Linked DNA regions of Hordeum vulgare: region 1 is linked to region 2. A link is a contact called in public Hi-C data. All regions are on one chromosome and are shown on one strand. The core of a region is the stretch at or near the end of the contact, and the rest is flanking DNA. Distances in the headings are between cores, read along the strand shown.

What was found. A called contact is a pair of places that touch in the nucleus more often than the background predicts.
Region 1: a contact with region 2 is called in a Hi-C map of seedling, with 2.2 times the contacts expected there. The contact joins the enhancer-like site here to the promoter of LOC123442961 in region 2. A contact is called at or near these places in 2 of 6 Hi-C or Micro-C datasets (leaf and seedling).

What each region holds. Positions count from the first base shown.
Region 1 is chr3H:57,630,947-57,638,212 of MorexV3_pseudomolecules_assembly, reverse strand. No RefSeq gene overlaps it. Among protein-coding and RNA genes, the nearest start is that of LOC123441477, 32 kb to the right of the region's middle. Within about 2 kb of position 1,697, at least 3 of the 3 cell types and tissues checked have open chromatin away from gene starts, as enhancers often do. A contact at or near this core is called in leaf and seedling, where this site is marked.
Region 2 is chr3H:57,593,689-57,600,998 of MorexV3_pseudomolecules_assembly, reverse strand. It overlaps LOC123442961 (TSL-kinase interacting protein 1-like), which reads right to left and starts at 2,958. Exons shown (of 9, transcript XM_045119157.1): 1 at 2,649-2,958; 2 at 2,419-2,478; 3 at 1,434-1,617; 4 at 1,096-1,292; 5 at 780-1,018; 6 at 276-531; 7 at 1-189. The coding sequence starts at 1,542.

The DNA.
Region 1 (7,266 bases), core at 448-2,947, 38 kb before region 2:
AGTTACATTCAGTTTAATCAGCTGCGGGTCATTGATCAGGCCACCTACAACAGAAACTGAAGAGGAAAGTGTAACCTTAATTATCGCCTTTCTTTTAAAAGCCTACTAGTTTAGACATTAATGGATCGATCAGGACGTCAGTGGAGACTGGAGAGGATGTAGTAGCACGGTCGACATGGCCAGCGGCCATCGGCAGTGAAGACGACGTTGAAGCCTCGATACCCCACGCTAAGTACAACTGGGACGAGAGCTGGAGTACATAGCAAACCAACTTAGAGCATCTCTAGTGGATGGTGTATATGAAGGTGAATGATAAATATACATGTTGCTAACAGAAAAATGCCTTCCAGTGGAACGTGTATACGGGCGTGGAAGTTATACACGTCCATCCACGAGGCTACTCGTCGTGGAAATAAACACGAGCGAGCCACGCTCGTGGAGCTCGCGGCGCTGTGCGGGGCGGGGTGCGGGCGGGCGGGCTGGCGGCGGCGCTGTGCGGGCTGGCTGGCAGCGGCGCTGTGCGGGCTGGCTGGCGGCGGCGGGGCGGCGCTGCGGGGTGCGGGCTGGCGGCGGCGGGGCGGGGTGGCCGGGGTGCGGGGCGGCGGCGGGGCGGGGTGCGGGGCGGCGGCGGTGCGGGGCGGGCTGCTGGCGGGGTGCTGGCGGTGGCGCTGTGCGGGCGGCGGTGCGGGGCGGGCTGCTGGCGGGGTGCTGGCGGTGGCGCTGTGCGGGCGGCGGGGCGGCGCTGCGGGGTGCGGGGTGCGCAGCCGCCTCCGGTCTCCCCTCCCCCTTCCTCCGGCCGCCGCCCGCCGGTCCACCGCCGCCTCCTCCTCCCTGAGAAGCAAGGTCGGGGCTCCCTGTGCCCGGACGCCCGCCCGTCCCGCCCACGCCGCCTGCGGCCCGGCCGTGCCGTCCTCACCCCCAGTTCGGCCGGATCTCGGAGGTGCGAGGCCTCTAGGGTTCCCGGCCGCCCCGCAGTTGCTGCTCCTCCTCAGGCAAGGCCGGGACGGGGGGGCTGCGTCGGGCGCCGAAATGGCTGGCTGGAGCAGGGGGGCTCCTCCTGAGGCAAGGCCGGGACGGGGGGCTGCGTCGGGCGCCGAAATGGATGGCTGGAGCACGGGGGCTCCTCCTCCTGCTGCAGGGCTTCGGGTACTCGTCGGAGACGAGGTTGGGGCCGTCGCTGTGGTGGCCCACCGGTCACCCTAGCGATGGGAATGGAACGAGGGAGGCACCCTCGAGTCCATGGACATCTTGGATGCCACGGGGAAGGCTGCCGGCGACGAGGGAGACGGCTGCAATGCGGCGAAGCTCCCCTGTCTTGTTCTCTGAACCTGTGTGCACTACTGAATCTCTTATCTTGCAGAGGGGGAAAGAATGAGGGGAATATACACGTCCTAATTTACACGTTCCACTGAAAAACTAGACGTGTATAATTTCCACGCCGTGTATATGGACGTGTATATGAAGATATACACGTTCAAATATACACCATCACTAGAGATGCTCTAACCAAGTCAAACGAATGTCGACTGGCTTAAGCTGCCATTATTGTGGGAAGGCGTCATCTCCTGCTTGTTCTCACGTAACCTACGTCTTCCATGAGCTGTGGCCGAGCGGCAGCCAGCCGCCTTCTTAACTGAGAGAGAAGAAAAATGCAGCTGTATGGAGGACGATGAGCTGACCCTACGCACTCCTCCTGTCTTCCTGCCTGTCAGCTTGGACTCGCCAACTGTTCACATCTGGCCCAGACAGGCTGCACAACCGTTTGGTCACCACTGCTTGTCTGAAAAGAAGAAAATATTACTCCCCCCTAAATAAAAATATAAGAGCGTTTAACGAAACATAAGAGTGTTTTTCTTTAGGGAGGGGGTACTAACTAGTAGGAGTGAGAAGCTGGTAAACTGAATCACATGTGGTTTCTGAACATAAATGCAGATTGAACCAGAACTTCTTTGCTTCAGAAACTGAAATTGTTATCTTTTGCTGCATTATTTTAAAATTGGCAAAAAGAAATTTAAATCCCGTACAGAGCACAGGTTAGCATGACTCGGATCACTACTGCTACCGGTCAAAAGGCTGGCATCTTTATATTTGAATTGGTTCAGGAGAAAGAGCGCCGATGGATCTCCGAAGATGCATCAGGCAGTGGATCAGAGAAAAAAGCAAAGATGCATCAGGTGGGGAGGCGCGCGGCTGCCGAATGATTGCGAGCCAACGTGCAGGCCAGCATGCATGTTTAAGGTATCCAAAGCAGCAGCGGGAGACGACGATGATGACGACGCTGATGATTAATCCATTGATCAATGGTACAACCTTTTCACATGATCACACATGAGGGAGAGCCCGATCACGCATCCATGAACTGCATCTCCGCTGCAAGTTGCAACCAGCGTTACTATCTTAATGCAACTTGCGTCGCCCGCCCGCCTCGATCGGCTGAGTCAGTGGTTTGACGGCATCAAGCTCGTCAAAGATTTGGCCGCGCCGCAAGATTCTTCTTGGCCGGATCAGATCGCAGTTATTACACAACTTGCGTCAGAAAGCCTCGAGCTAGCAACTCTAACTGTCAAACCGCGACTTGCAAATGTGCGTTTTTTCAGACCATTTTTCTTTCAGACCAAGGACCCAGCAATGCCAACTAGTAGAAATGATCAAATGGACATCCATCTAGATGGTCATAAACTATGTTTCTTGATGCTAATTGAACAAGGATAAATGGAAAATAAATACGGGAAAGGGCAAGGATACCTCGATCGAAAGGGGGGCTGATTGTGTGGGCGGCAGCAGGCGCCATGCTAGCTGCTGCACGCCATCAGCATTCAACAGTTAGCATGTGACAGCCTGACCCCTGACACTAAACTAATCAACGTCGGCCCCTTACTAATGACACCAAGATGCGGTGTACACTTGTACGCATGTTCATTCTCCATGGCCGCATATGCGTCGTGTACTGGCCGCACGCATGCGCGCACACTGGTGCAACAGTAGCTCCATCAGTGAGCGATCATGGGTGACCTGCTCCTACTGATACACGCTGCTTCGCTTCGGTTTCCTAAGTTTTTCGACAAAGTACATTTTTATTCGGGTAGTTATATCGAGCTGCTACAACCTTATACTAAACCCGCGCACAGACAAAACTGGCCTAGAAGTTTAAAAATAAACATTTTACAGGAAAAGATGGATTTCCTAGCAATAAACCTTATCAAGCAAAGCATAACGACCTCTTCGAGCTCTGTTTTTTGGTTTTGTACTCTGTTAACTTTAATTTTGGTAAGAAATCTCCTAATCAAACAAAGTAGAGAAAATACAAGAAAACCACAACTATTATGCCTATGGTCTCATACCCTCATAGTACCTCAACTTTTGAGATATTTACCAAAAAAAAACACAGAATTTGGGGTAAGTTGTTTCACAGAATCCAAATCCGCCAGATTAGGACGTTTGACACTCACAACCTAGACACACTAGTTAGTCACCATGCGGTAAAAACATGAATTACCTAGTTTTTTTTATTTTTGGGACAAAATTGTAACTGAAAAGGAAGGTTTAAAGCTTCTCTAATTATGTTGAGCCGGATGAGTTGAAATCTTCCCTAAATGCTCAGCTTGATCTTGTTGATTGTATGGAATTGTTTCAGCTTTTTGTGGCTACTTTTATTTCGGGCCAAATGTGAGCTGAGATTATAGTATTGGTAGAGGCTAGGGTTCTACCAGGTCTCGGACGTAGGTTATAGGGGTGGAAGTGCGCGCTGGGAGGTTGGGGACGCCGGCGCCGGCGGTTGGACGCCGGCGCCGGCGGTTGGGCGCCGGCGCGGCGAGAGAGAGAGAGAGAGAGAGGCGGCTAGGGTTTGGGGCTCCCGTCTCCTGAGGGAGACGATGACAACAGATTACTGTTTATTGTCTGTTTAATATCGAAGGGGTACATGTGTTTACATAGGAGGACAGCCTCCACTAAACCCTAGATAACGTGGACTCTAACTTGGACTCTAATATAACTTGGACTCTAAGATAGGTAAGATAACTTGGGCTAAGCCCGTAATTAACCCTGCCCAATGGGCCTCCTCCGTTGGTACGTTGTACCGGTCATAACATCTCTCCCCGCCTTCTAAAACAGCTCGTCCTCGAGCTGAACATCTGGAAACTGCTAGCGGAAATCGTCGAGCTTCTCCCAAGTCGCTTCCTCCTCTGGCAGGCCGGTTGTCACGCCCAAGATGCGACCCTATCCTCAATTTGGCACGAAGACCTCATCAGGGATAGAAGCACATCTCGTCGTGTCGCAAGAATGGATATCATTACAAGTACATGTACTGAAAAGAAGAGATAAATATATAGAATTGGCTTACACTCGCCACAAGCTACATCAGAGTCACATCAGTACATTACATAATAATCAAGAGTAAGAGCAGGGTCCGACTACGGACGAAAACAAACGACAAAAGAAGAACGACGTCCATCCTTACTATCCCAGGCTGCCGGCCCGGAACCCATCCTAGATCGACGAAGAAGAAGACGAAGAAGAAGCAACTCCAAATAAACAATCAACGCGCTCGCGTCAAGTAACCTTTACCTATACCTGCAACTGGTGTTGTAGTAATCTGTGAGCCACAGGGGACTCAACAATCTCATTTCCAAAGGTATCAAGACTAGCAAAGCTTAATGGGCGAGGCATGGTTAAGTGGTGAGGTTGCAGCAGCGGCTAAGCATATATTTGATGGCTAACTTACGAGTACAAGAAATAAGAGGGGGAAGATCTACGCATTACGGGCGTGAACTACGGATGATCAAATGAATGATCCTGAACACCTACCTACGTCAGACATAACCCCCACCGTGTCCTCGATCGGAGAAAGGACTCACGAAAGAGACAGTCACGGTTACGCACACAGTTGGCATATTTTAATTAAGTTAACTTCAAGTTATCTAGAACCAGTGTTAAACAAAGTTTCCACGTTGCCACATAACCGCGGGCACGGCTTTCCGAAAGATTTAACCCTGCAGGGGTGCTCCAACTAGTCCATCACAAATTACCAAAAGCCGCATAGAAATCCTCAATCACGAAGCTCGCGATCTCGTCGGATTCCCTAGTGGAAAACCTCAACTCTGAGATTACCCAAAGCATCACCGGAATCCCGATGCACAAGATATCTCGTCAAAGGTAAAACTAATCCAGCAAGGCCGCCCGACGTGTCGATGAACCCGATAGGAGCCGCGTATCTCATTCTCAGAACACGACGGATGGAAAAGCCTACAGGTGCCAAACCTCGAGTTGCCCCGTGGTGGCCCCGCAGTCTGTCCTTTTTGGACCAACACTCATGAGGAGCACTGGCCCGGGGGTTGATTAAATTATCCTCGGGGTCCGGAAAGTCCCTATGCAATTTTATTAGGTGATTAGGCAAATGTATTACCAAAGTTGGGCCTTGCCAGACCAGCTTTAATCTAAAACGAATTATCAAGGGGGTCCCCATAACAACCCCGATCGTGTTAGGAGCGCTCATTTATGGAACATAACACCGGTAGCCAAAACTAAGGGGGCAAAGGTGGAACAAAACACCAGGCTAGAAAGGCTGAGCCTTCCACCTTTTACCAAGTATATAGGTGCATTAAATTAAATAGCATTTAATATGGTGATATAACAAGGAACCCATGCTTTCACATGGAAGCAGTGCACCTGCAACTAGCAACGCTAACACAGGGTTAAGCAAGCGGTATCATAGCCAATCAGTGGTTTGCTAGGTTGAGCAGGTTGAAGATTTTCATGGCATTGTTGAGAGGCTAATATTTAACATGTGATAGGCAACGAGACATAACGATAGCATCGAAATAACTAGCATGGCAATGATAGTAATGGTATCTGGGGAAATGGTCATCTTGCCTGAGATCCCGCTTGGAAGAAGAATGACACCATGAAGCAGACGAACCGATGTAGTCGAACGGGTCCTCACATCCGACACGCTTGCGGAACTCTATCGAGACGGGGAAAACCGGAACAAGCATCAACACACGATATTCACCACACGATGCACAACACATATGATGCATGGACAGGCTGAATGCAAACAAGTCACGGCAAGAAAATTCACACAATCAAACACTACACATTAAGTGAAGTTCAATATGCAACGAGTTGCATATAGACGAAACTCCACGTTCATTTATTTAGTTCTATCCCGATTAGGTACACGGTAATATTAAATGTGGTTACACATGGCAAGAGGTGAAGCGTAATTTAACTACCTATCTAGGCATTTTAAATGAGGTCGGAAATGACTTATAGCATCTCCGAAACGACCTCACATGTTAATTTACATTTCTGTCCAGATCTGAACTAACACATTTAATTAGTTGTTAAATAGAAAAACAAATAGGTTCACGTGATTCTACGCGTCATTTCAAGAAATTTACACATAGAGATCATCTCCAACGGAGCTACGAATCAAAAGATACAAGCACCGCAAGATATGATGGCATGAATGCAATATGTGTGCAACGACGGACACGAGCACTTCAAAACATACAACCAGCAAGAGAAAATGAAACTACACGAGATTCTAAGAAAGTTTCATGTAGGACACGATCAAATCGGAGCTACGGATCAAAAGATACGAGCAAAACAAGAAAATACTACAATCTGCCAAAATCAGCCACATAGCATTTTCTACGCCCCACAACTACGAGCTACACAAACCCAAACTACTCAACCAAGGCATGACACGAAAGAGGGCAAGAAGCACTATTACAAACAACTAACAACAACTAACATGGCAGCAAGGATCACTAGGGAAAGAAGTCACAAAATGGCATCCCACACACTATTTCAGACTTAGTCAAAATTACGCCTCATGAAAGTGCAGTTTTCGATCTGAAGCAATATTGACAGCAGCAAAACCATAAGCTACAGGACTCCAAATGGCATGAAAATTCACAGCCTGCTAGAGAAACATAAGGGCTACAACTAACTCCATTGCACTAACCTTAAAAGAGCTACAGAAAAAAAGATAGAAGCAAGAGAAGACAGCAACAAAATATAACAGATTCCAGACTTAGAAATATTTCAGCTCCTCCAAATCAGCATTTTTCTAGCAACTTGAGAGCAAGAAAACCACACCTAAACATGCATTCCTATTGCAACTAAAAATATCAGGGGCTAGACTAAACACCCAAGAACAACTCCCTAGTTGACAACTTAATCAAACGGAGAACGGAATAAATCCTACGAAAAAGACAAGAGGGCAACATGGCCAAATACCGTGCGAACTAACTTACTCAAAAG
Region 2 (7,310 bases), core at 1,709-4,208:
AGCAATCAAGGAGGCAATAGCAGCATCAAATGAATCACACGTAGCAGGAATCTGCTGGAGAATCGAACCATTTTGCAAAGGCGGTTGTTTACTGTCTTGTGAGGGTACAGCTTGCGATAAGAGTGCTCCAAAACTGATATTGGATATGCAGTCAATCCATGAGAGCGGTGTCAGTTTGCTTTGGCTATCCTAATTTTGGAAACATAAAAAGAGGATTAAGTGTCAAGTATAAATGACATCATCATTGCAAGAATCAAATGAAATTGCATACTCACCACCACAGTCTGTTCTGTGTTACACACAACGGATGGACTGGCAAATTTACTTGGAAACTCAAAAGGATCTGAAGGTTTGTTTGGAAACTCAAAAGGATCTGAAGGTTTATTTGGAAAATCGTAAGTGTCTGAAGTTTTGTTTGGAAACTCAAAATGGTCTGAAGGTTTGTCACCAATAGTCTTTTCTGCAGAGTGCAGTGGTGCCAAAGATTCTTCGCTGCTTTGTTGCTTCAAATTATGATCAAACCATCCATACCTACAGTAACAAAATGATAATTAATTGAACTTTTTTGTACTCGCTTGATTTTCATATCATGCTGTTTGACAAGAGTCTCCAAATCTGAACCATCATTGCTAATTTCTTTTATGACAAGCTAATAGATACAAAATCATGATCATCGGAATTAATGTAGAGAGAATTAAACAGAGACACACACACACACACGCATGTGTCCATAGATATTATTACAATGAAGGTAACCATTTCTCGGTAAGAAACCAAACCTTAAGCGAAATGTTGAAGGGCTGCCAACAGCAACATGAACATCAGCAGCAGTGCAAGAATCATTAATAGTCCATTTTTCACTGCCAACTATGCTATCCGGTCTAGCACCGTAAGGGAAGAGCATGAGCTCGCCTTTTGCACAGCTAGAACGACCCCATTTTGTGTTCAGATGTTGCACAATTGAGGACATCTTCTTTCGAGGAGCCAAGGTCAACTCCAGGTAAGGATTGTGTTTCTCCTGTTAATTAAGTGGTGAAAAAAGCCATAAGCTAAGCAGTACTTATACAAGTCTCTTGCAAAAACAGAGATAATCACCTGCTGTAGAACCTTCTGAATCGCCTCATCTACTGGGAAAAACTGAAGCTTCATCTTTTTAAAATAATTTGGTGGTTGAACGGATAAGTTTGTCAAATTATTAAATGGTACTTCAGTAAAGCTACCACCCTTCAATGCAATCTTACTGCCGGTAAACGATTGACCATCTTCTCTTCTGCATTTTGCCACGATATTGCCTGGAAATTTATATGGTTAAAAACTTGACAAGGACAAGTGGCTGTTACAGTCCAAATGTAGCTGCCAACAAGCACCTACTTTTCTACTTCAATTGTTGATCTGTTTTATCTGAAGTTAGAAATGGGGCACCAACACATCACCTGATGATTTGTTGGTATATTTTCCTGGCTTCAGGCAGTGCAACTTATCACCAAGTTTGACCTTTGCTTCTGTATCAGTTGGTTTACGGCGCTGCTGAGGAGCTTTCATGGTTTTGTGATATTCGTCTGCAGTGGTAGCAATCAGGTTCAATATTGATCCAGCCCTAGAAAACTCCGACCTTTCCTGCAGGTAATAAATTGTGGAACCGGTTATCGAGTCTATCTCTAGACTTCAATTTATAATGACTCTTCTCAACTTGATAAAGCGCAAATAAAAGATATGTTTCAGATCAGAAAAATGGTGAGTACCAGACTAGATTCAAATGCTACGAAATAAGAATGTTTTAATTTGATTTAGCAAGAATTCTTTTAATTGCACTTGATAATGAATATGTGATGAATGAGCACAAAATTGCAAACAAAAGAGAAAAAGGTCACTGTCTTATGTATTTACACCAACAAAAGGATAATATTCGTTCCAGTTAGGGTTCAAAACATTTGTTTCAGTTTAATAATAACTTTCAGGTCACCATTCAACAAGTTCAGCATTGTATTTGCAATAAACCAAGCAACTGATCCCTAATTGTGATTGCTACAAACCACACAGTTATGCATCAGGAAGATATGCATATGCCCCCCCCCAGGTGGCGGCAGATCTCAACCGACGAATTCGTTCACGCTCGAACCAGGGGAGAATTGAGGACGAGTTCATCCACGGTGAAACTAGGGGCGAATTGCGGATACATATCAATGCATAAATCGCCCTCTCATCTACATGAACAGGAGCGTCATTATCTGAAACAGGGGGAAAGTGAATATGATGTTACTACCCATCATCCCCTTAAACCGCCTCCTGAATCCAGCCCTTAATCCGCTCAAACCCTAGCGTCAATCCCCATCCATCAGTTAACCTAGGGTTTCCACGCTCAGACCCGAGTACCAGAGAAATCAAGTCAGAATCGCGGAAGGGGATAAGAAGGCTTACCCTGCCTTGGCGCCGCACTGGAATGGAGGGCTGCGACTCCAGGTGCCGTCCCCTTCGTGCCTGCGACTCGAAGAAGAGAGAGTTAGGGGCAGAGGATCAAGCACGGGTTCGAGAACGGAACCGCAACACCTAATCCACGAATCCTACGCCGCTCCTGACATTTCAGAACCCATCAAAGCCACGCGAATTTTACCCTACCCAACCACACCAGGCAACCCGAGGGGGCGTACCTGAGCTCGAAACCCTAGATCTCGGCGGCCGCGACGCCCGGAGCCGCGAAACCCTAGCTCCGGCTACGGATCCGCCGGCGGCGAGCCGGCCTCGGGGCCGGGGACGAAAGCCAAGCGCGGAGCCGAGGGGCGCGGATATCGGGCGCTCGCCGGAGTCGACCTGGGCTCCGGGCGGCGGGACGATCCCCTTGGCCTCGCGGGGGCGTGGAGGGGAGCGCGTGGAAGGCGGGAGGAGGAGCAGGGGAAGGGGGAGGAGCCGAGGGACCGCGAAATATTTCGTGGCAAGTTTTGCCGCCTCTTGTCCTGGCGCGCTCGGCCAAGTCCAAGTGCTCCTGAGTTTTTGTGCTGGGGTTGGGTTTTTTTTCTTTCTTTCTTTTTTGACGAGGGATATAGTACGGTGGGCCAATCCTGTTCGGCCCGTTTGTCGCTTGTTAACGAGCAAGCGCCTACTCCTCAGCTGTCAGCTCCCGGAAAATCCTATTCGCCCCTTGTATATGAAACGGTGTCGGGGCTTCGCATAAAACGAAAGGGAGATCGAGTTTAAATGCGCTGGCACAGTGTCCGATTCTGGGAACCTTCTATATGTTTCAGCCGTTTTTTTTTCGGTTTGGAAAACTTTTAGAAGGTTTTCCGAACCGTTTTTTTATTATTTTATTCTTCTCTGTTTCATTTTTTTATTTTATTTTTCTGTTTCAAAAAATGTTTTGGATTAAAAAAACAATTTTCGATTTTCAAAAAAAGTTCTTGATTTTCAAAAGTGTGTTCTGTATTTTTTCAAAATTGTACTTGGTTTCAAATTTTATTCTTAACATTCATTTTTTTCTTGGTTTCAAAATTTGTTTTCAAGATTCAGAAAATGTCTGTGTCTTCAAAAATTGTTCAAGCTTCCAAATGTATTTAGGTTTTATTAAAATGGTTTTCCGTTTCAAATTTTTGTTCTCCAGACTAAAAAAATGTTCATGTTTTTAAAAAATTGTTCCAGCTTCCAAATTAGTTCAAAAAAATTCAAATTTGTTCTTGTTGTCAAAAGTTGTTCTCAAGATTCAAAGACTGTTCGTGTTTTAAAAAGTTGTTTGTGCTTCCAAATTTGTTTGGAGTTTTTTAAAATTGTTCTCCCTTTCAAAATTTTGTTCTCAAGATTCAAAAAATGTGCGTCATTTAAAAAATTGCTCAAGCTTCCAAATTTGTTCACGAATTTTCAAAATTTGTTCTCCAGATTCAAAAAATGTTCATGTTTTAAAAATTGTTCGAGCTTCAAAATTTGGTCGGGGTTTTTAAAATTGTTCTCCGTTTCAAAATTTTGTTCTCAAGATTTAAAAAATGTGCATGCTTTAAAAAATTGTTTGAGCTTCCAAAATTGTTCAGGATTTTTAAAATTTCTTCTCAAAATTCAAAAACATCATGCTTTAAAAAATTTATTTGTGCTTCCAAATTTATTTGGGATTTTAACAAATTTGTTCTCAAGGTTCAAAAAATGTTCATACTTTAAAAATTGTTCGCACTTCCAAATTTGTTCAAAATTTTTTAAAAATGTTCTCAATTCATAAATTTGTTCTCAAAATTCAAAAAGGGTTTGTGCTTTAAAAATTTGTTCATGCTTTCAAATTTGTTTGGGGATTCTCAAAGTTGTTCTTCTTTTCAAAATTTTGTTCCCAAAATTCAGAAAATATTCGTGCTTTGAAAATTTATTCACGCTTCCAAATTCGTTCACGATTTTTCCAAATTGTTTTGCAAATTCAAAAAATATTTTGCTTCAAATATAAAAAAAGGAAATAAAAAACGAACAAAAATTGGAAATAAACAGAAAAGGAAAAAGGTAAAAAAAACTTGACAGGCCCAGTCGGCATGCCTGCCCTGTGCTGCGCAGGAGTCCCTGCCGCAATGAGCGGCAGGTAGGAGCTCCCTCCGCTCCCGCTACTAGCTCATATCCGGTTTCGAACCTTCCTGCACCGGACTCTATCTTTGTTTGTGTGTGTTTTTTAATTTGGGATTTTATGATTTCGATCTTCCTTCCTTTTATTCATTTAAATATTTTAATTTATTATTTATTTCCTTTCTTTTTTCATTTAGCGTTTATTTTAAAAGTTAGAAATATTTTCATATTTGGTGAACATATTTTCTATTTCTTTAAATTTTTCCTAAATCATTTTTTTACCTTTTACCTTTTTTAAAAATTCATGAAAACAATTTTAAATTTGCGAATATTTGTTCAAAATCATGAACATTTTTTTGTTCAACAATATTATGTTTGCAAGCTGCATAAAAAAATCCCGGCCCAACAACAAAAAAGATGGCCCGTTTTCATACACGTATTTTTTTTCTATGCCACGTATGAAAGTATATTGTTCTGAAAATTTTCATGAACGAGATATATATGTATTTGTGTATGTATAAAAAAATCAAACTTTTGCCATGTAGAAATAAGTTTTCTTTTAATGTCCTCCATGGAGCTCATCCACCGTTTGCACTTTGCGGTCCCGGTACGATGTGTTTGTACTAGTAGAGTCATGTTGTGATCTGAGGCTGGTTGAATGGCGTGTTGAGCTTTGAGGTGGTGGTGCAGGCCGATGCGAGGTGCACACTTCATGTTGACTGTGAAAGTTGTCTCACAAAATCCCACCTGGCCTAGAGGTTTCGGGTCTGTTTCTCTTGATAACAATGACAAGAATTTCATGCCTCTATCATGTATTAAAAATGAATGTGGGTGCTTAATTGTTAGTGTACTGATTCCCACCATACTTCTGAGGTGCACCCCTCTCACTAATGCAACTATAATTATGTAGTTCTTCATGTGGTCGTAATTGATCACCTTGTCACTCTTGTTGACAATGTTCAATTGGGCCACACCAACAACACTTTGTGTCGGCTACGTGAAGATTGTGGTCCCACGGATTCGACTTACGTGAGTCGCGGCATCCCTGACGATGCGCAAACACGAGCTAGCTGCATGTGTACCCAAAGGCATGCCCCTTTCGAGGTGGCATGCAGATCTTTGTCAAGATACAAGGTTATGGAAACCTACCAGCAAAAATTGGTGTGGCTGCCTCATAATTGCCGTGCAATCCAAGAATAATTGCGCTCTAGCCGACTACAACATCTATAAGTGATCCATGCTACCACTCTGCCTCCTGAATATGGTGGTATGCAGATCTTTGTCAAGACTCACCCTCAAGCAGGGACGGAGTCAGTATAGGAGCGTTGGGTTCAATTGAACCCAACGATTTGTCCTGTCCAAGTATCCCTATACACGTACGAATGTGCATGAACCCAATAAAAAATATGTGTTTAACCCATCAACTTTACGCAAGGCTGAGTGAGAAGCCCAAAAGCCCACAAACGAATCATATCCATGCTAGCCTGCTAGGCCTATTCCTGTCTTTCTTCCCATATTCCTCTCATTTTCCTGTGCATCCTCTGTGTCCTACAACAACATATGGCAGCCGGCGGCTGATACATCTCCAACGTATCTATAATTTTTTATAGTTCCATGCTATTATCTTGTCAAACTTTGGATGTTTTGTATGCCTTTTATATCTTTTTTGGGACTAACTTATTAACTCAGTGCCAAGTGCGAGTTCATGTTTTTTCCGTGTTTTTGACCCTTTTCAGAGGAGGATTTTAAACGGTGTCCAAACGGAATAAAACTTCCGAAAAGATTTTTTCTGGAACAGAAGATACACGCTAGACTTGAGAACCAAGGCAGGGGCCAGCAGGGGACCCCACAAGCCCCCTAGGCGCGACCAGGGGGCCGCGCCTAGCAGGCTTGTGGGCCCCCTGTGGCACGTCTGCCATACCTCTTCCGCCTATAAATTCAGAAAAAATCCAAAACTGCGCGAGAGATCCACAAAAATACTTTTCCGCCGCCGCAAGCTTCTGTCTCCGCAAGATCCCATGTGGGGCACGTTCTCGTGACCTCTCCAATGATGCGTGAGTAGTTCACCATAGACCTTCAGGTCCATAGCTAGTAGCTAGATGGTTTCTTCTCTCTCTTGGATCTTCAATACAAACTTCTCCATGATCTTCATGGAGATCTATCCGATATAATCTTCTTTTGTGGTGTGTTTGTCGAGATCCGATGAATTGTGGATTTATGATCAGATTATCTATGAATCTTATTTGAGTTTCTTCTGATCTCTTATATGCATGATTTCATATCCTTGTAATTCTCTTCGCGTTGTGGGTTTTGTTTTGCCAACTTGATCTATGATTCTTGCAATGGGAGAAGTGCTTGGTTTTGGGTTCATACCGTGCGGTGACCTCACCCAGTGACAGAAGGGATAGCGAGGCACGCATCGTGTTGTTGCCATCAAGGGTAAAAAGATGGGGTTTTCATCATTGGTTTGAGTTTATCCCTCTACATCATGTCATCTTGCTTAAGGCGTTACTCTGTTCGTCATGAACTCAATACACTAGATGCATGCTGGATAGCGGTCGATGTGTGGAGTAATAGTAGTAGATGCAGAAAGTATCGGTCTACTTGTCTCGAACGTGATGCGTATATGTATGATCATTGCCTTAGATATCGTCATGACTTTGCGCGGTTCTATCAATTGCTCGACGGTAATTTGTTCACCCACCGTAATATTTGCTATTTTGAGAGAAGCCTCTAGTGAACACTATGGCCCCCGGGTCTACTTCACACCATATTTTCAGCCTTACTCT